2 separate regions of the Capsicum annuum genome follow, and region 2 is linked to region 1. A link is a contact called in public Hi-C data. All regions are on one chromosome and are shown on one strand. The core of a region is the stretch at or near the end of the contact, and the rest is flanking DNA. Distances in the headings are between cores, read along the strand shown. Region 1 has its middle 25 kb from the start of LOC107876050. Region 2 holds the start of LOC107876052 (dormancy-associated protein homolog 4).

Region 1 (2,640 bases), core at 39-2,538:
AACTGTTGCTATAAAAGTTATAATTACGGCTACGGAGTTGCTATTTATGAAATTTTGCCTATAATTTATTCACTCAGACTTTCACCTCGATCACCTCCTGTGGTGATGGAGATTTGGGACCCCTACCACATGTATATGGATAAAAATAAAAAAATAAAAAAATAAAGGAGAGATATATAAACCAAAACCTCCTTATAAGACAGATCAAGAAAATGATCTTTTTAGATGTAAAATGAATATCGCTTGTGAGTAAAAATGAGGATCTTTGGTAAAAAGGACATAAACCAAATAAAATTTATAGAGGGTTAGAAAACCATTTGATCCGAGAATTCTCATCCTATACATAAGTACTAAAGGAATCATCACATCCTATGCAAAAAATATATACAACATATATTCATTAAGGGACATCAAAACTAAAGGTAAGATATGTACCATGAGAAGGATATCAGTTAAATACAAAAGAGTCTGGCCAGTGGTCAGTCCCTATTGGATGCCCTCCTACATTAAATCTGTAAAAAAAAGACTTGGAGTTGTCTTGATTTTGAGCTTGGATGTTAATTTGATAATAATTGAATTCACATTCTAGGAAGTAGTAGTTTGATGATTAGTAGTCAATTTGATGACCATATATGTACACATATTCTCGACAAAAGCTATTGAATTAGCGTGATTGGCTCTGTTACCACAGGCTTCTATTTGACTAGTATAGTCTATAAAATCACGTTGGAGTAGCTGGTAAAGTTGCTACCATGTGATCAGGAGGTCAAGGATGTTTCAACCCCTTTTCAGAGCCATGCATAGCGGGAGTTTGGTGCATCGAAATGCCTTATTTTTTCTTAGAATAACCATTTCTACTTGTGGGCAAATTTGGTGAATTTCACATACTTTTGTATTGTGACCCTTTCCAATAATAATAATATCATTTGTGTGAGCTTTCTCATCTCTTTGCTGGCTCCTCCAGCACTTGAATAGCCCATCACTAGTTACATCATGTTTATAACTTGGAACACATCAATGTAGCAGCTGGCAAAACTGCCCAGGTATTATCACAAGTCATTCATAGCTGGGACATTAGTACTATAGCATATCTACAAAAATAGCAATCGAATCTGTGATCTACGTGAGTTCGATCGCACGAACCAAATAATAATACACCGGGTACCCACTAATTTCTGATGACTTCCAACTTATATGCACCGACAGCATAAAGAAATTCATACTATCAGATTAACTAGTATGATGACCAGGATTTTTTTTTCAAGATTTCAGAAACTTTTTCATGAAGGATTAATTGTCAATATGGCTTTACCTACACTATGTTTGTGTAAATAAGTAAAAAACTACCAACATGGTCGTGGTGGAACGGTGGGGCTGCTCCCCTATCTCATATTACAGATTAGTCGCGACTTTAATGCGGACATCATATAGCAAAAAACTCATTTTTAATACCCACATATGCCAATCATTGAAACAAGAAGATAGGAGAGATCGAGGAACTTGGTCCCTTTCTCCCCGAAAGACAAGAAAGGATTGACTGATAAATGGTAAAATCTTACCCATATTATTCAGTGTTTACACCAAATTGATATTATTTACTATAATTAAGTGATTTAATCAAGTAAAAAATACACGTTACTTAATTATGGTTAAGTATAATTAATTTTAAATTCAAACATATGCATGCATTGACTTGATGTAAACACAAAATGTGGATAAGTTTTTAAATGGTTGGATCGGCTTAAAATTTGCTTGGGCTAACATGATCTGGATTAAAAGGCTGAAATAATGGATCATAGTTTAATCCATTCAACTCTTGTGAAGTTTTAATTTCATTGTTTCTTTTCTTACAATTTGTTTATTAGAAATTAAATGAGCTTTTTTGTCTTTATAATGACTATAGCGAATTGCATATAAAAATAGATTTCTTTTGAAAACTTGGAATGTGTTATGATATATATCAATTGTAGTGAATGTCTATCAAAATCTATCAAAATCTATTTAATGTCTATCAGGATTTGATGTATCTGTCTTTTAGTGTGAAACTAGGAGCAAATTTTCCTTATAAATAGAACGTTTCCTTCATTATAAATCATCCTCAAGAGAAATAACAATTACTCTCTATTCTCTATTCTTCTTCTTCTCTATTCTTTATTGTTTTATAACACGTTATCAGCACGAGACGCTACCGTTTCAAATTTGAAGGCTAAGGCTAAGGTATTATTATTTTTCTTCTTTTATTTATGGCTAACAATCTTACAAAGTGTGAGTTCGTTGCCCTTTAAAGTTCGGGCAAGAACTATATTTCATGAGTGTTGGATGCTGAAATCCACCTAGATGCTATGAGTATTGGAGACACCATAAAGAATGAAAATACAACATCTAGTCAAAATCGTGCTAAGGTTATGATTTTCTTGGGTCATCATCTTGACGAAGTTCTGAAAATTGAGTACCTTACTACTAAAGATCCACTCGTATTGTGGAATAGCCTAAAAGAAAGGTTTGACCACTTAAAGATGATTATCCTCCCGAAAGCACGATATGAGTGGATGCATCTAAGATTTCAAGACTACAAGTCTGTTCATGAATACAATTCTGCCATGTTCAGAATTTCTTCTCAATTGAAACTATGTGGAGAGA
Region 2 (2,640 bases), core at 97-2,596, 41 kb before region 1:
AGATATTTCATACCAGAGTCATTCATAATACTTTTTTTTTTTTTACCGACAATTTTATTTTATTAATGCAAAAACGAACTTTAAGGAGTTAAAAGATGCAGACGCATCTTTGACAATCCAACTAGATAAACAGAAAATTCACACTAATTTATCTAACAATGTAATAGAATTAGCTCATACTACTCTTGTTATTAACGAATTATCTCACATTTATCATCAAAATATAATAAAATTCAAATAGGCATGAATTGGTGAGTTTTACGTGTCAAAAAACTTGAATAACTTAGAATCGTGGAACAAATATATGACGATCCGCTAACAAATGAGTATATATGCAGAATATAGCGAAAGGGTAAATAAAATTAAAATATTTGGCATAGTAGTAGGGGTAAAATTCAGAAATAGCATACCTATCTCCTTAATGATAAGTTTCATAGTAACAGTTTAATAATTACATAATATAGCAAGTTGTATTTTGTATTTTTCCAAACTGTTGCTACAAAAATACAAATACATATGATTTTCACTACCCTTATGATCATATGTATTTTGTATTTTTGCAAAACTGTTGCTACAAAAATACAAATACACATGCTACAAAATGTAATTTGATAAAAGTGTTGTTATTTTTTATAATTTAATACTTAGGTATGCTACTTTATGTATTTTTACCTAGTAGAAACAGAATAATAAGGAAAGAATATTAATTTTTTAAATGAAGAATAAATACTAACGTGAAAATGGAGAAGTACAAGCGCTAGAAAAAGCTGGAGAAGATTGAGCAGATCCATAATCTGGCGTAGTATTCCCAGATCGAACAGACATCGAGTTGCTGCGTAGAATCGTAATGCTCCTTGAAACAGGCATCACATCATCGGTAGCCGCACCACCACCAGGGCCATGCTGGTGCTGGTGCTGGTGGTGGAGGCCACGGTTCGTCGTGGGGGACGAAGGAGCACTGCATGAAGAACGTCCAGAAAATGAGTTATATTTACGTAGTTTACCTAAACCCGATTCCGGAGTCGGACCAGCAAGTGTATCATCCCACAGCTTGTGAAGAAAACCCATAACTTAATAAGAATAATAATAGTAATCCAATGATATCTAGAGCAATTTAATTTAATTTATTTTTTTTTTTGTTTTTTTTTTTGGTAGTTTATACAGTTTTTATTTTGTAACAACCGTATATGAGGTGATGCGAAATGTTTGAAAATATAGGAAGGTAAGTATGTTAGGCGGGACGGGAACACCACCAGAATGCGACTGTTACAAGTTAACAAAGAGAGAGGTAAATTATTAATGAAACGAAATTTTATTAGTAGATCAAATTAATTTAATTAATCTGATGTTAATGTATATAGAGGGTATTTATAAACGAATAAAGTAAGAATTTGATGGACGTCCGATTAATATGGCTGTCTAAAGCCATTGAATTTTTTAGTGGAAGTACTAGAAATATAATTAATGAATGGGCATTTTGTTCTATAATTAGAAACTCACCTGAATCGTGAATTATTTTGTTAGTATTGGGGATCTTATATTTTTAGCCGGCCATTTTCACCCGCAGCGTTGGATGGCAGAGTTAGAGGTAGATTGTAGAAGGCGGTGTCACACCTCTATTTTTACCACATCCAACCCCGCTAGAGAATTGGTTTTAGAGAAAATGGGTTTTTCCAATTAAAGTGACGTTTGAATAGGGATTATTTTATTTACAGAGTCGCCACTTGAAATTGAGTTTGGGTGTTCCAAGTCACCTTATTGAATCCTCAATCAAAAGGAAATGACTCTTTCTCTTTGGTATGCTAACTAGAAATCCAAATAAGGAATTCTGTTGACCGAGGGGAAGGTGTGAGGCACCCCTCGAGTCCTGTGATTCTAGCACGGTCGCTTTAATGACTTATGTCTAGCTTAAATTAATCTTTTGGATATAGAGGATTTGTTAGTCTAAAAGTTACTAATATCCCGCTTTTATTTATTTTTGAATATATTTAAAATTGTATTGATGTGTGGCTTACCGATAGTAGTACTTTTCGGTCTTACCACGAGTTTTGATATATTTTTCACGCCTTTATGGCATTTATGGATCTTTCCCATTTCCCCAAGTCTAAGCAAGATTCTAACATGTTTAAAAATGTATCCGTCCCGATTAGATCGGTTTTAAAATGATATATTAATTTTATTATAACGATGGTTGGTAGCAGGGCTTTCCAACTTCATCGTTAATTTTCACCTGTATAATAAACTTTTAAATTTTCTAAAGATTAAGAACCTATCTCGCTCAAATTTCACACAAATTAATTGATTAGGCCTTAATTTAAATTTAGGCCTAATATTCTGAAACATAAACAAATATTTCAAAAAAAAAAAAATTATACAAAAGTGTGCATTCTAACTTGATCAAGATGAGTAAAAAGAACAAAAAATAACATCATACCAGTTAGAACTTCACATAAACAATGTTTGATTAATTAAATAAATCTAATCAAAACATTATATTCGTTAAAACTCGACGTGAATTTTTCTCTTGACAATATTAATTAATACACAATTACAATCAAAAAATTATCACGTTTTCCCCAAACCCTTTTCAATTCAAACAAAACTTTTACCTATGGAAACTTAAGCAAACAAACTATAAAA

What was found. A called contact is a pair of places that touch in the nucleus more often than the background predicts.
Region 2: a Hi-C map of leaf shows a contact between it and region 1, with 1.6 times the contacts expected there. The contact joins the promoter of LOC107876052 here to the enhancer-like site in region 1. A contact is called at or near these places in 2 of 5 Hi-C or Micro-C datasets (leaf and placenta).

Annotation. Positions count from the first base shown.
Region 1 is chr6:197,588,094-197,590,733 of UCD10Xv1.1, reverse strand. No RefSeq gene overlaps it. Among protein-coding and RNA genes, the nearest start is that of LOC107876050, 25 kb to the right of the region's middle. Within about 2 kb of position 1,288, at least 4 of the 5 cell types and tissues checked have an H3K27ac peak or open chromatin away from gene starts, as enhancers often do. A contact at or near this core is called in leaf, where this site is marked.
Region 2 is chr6:197,629,485-197,632,124 of UCD10Xv1.1, reverse strand. LOC107876052 (dormancy-associated protein homolog 4) reads right to left here and starts at 1,346. Exons shown (of 3, transcript XM_016723030.2): 1 at 735-1,346. The coding sequence starts at 1,068.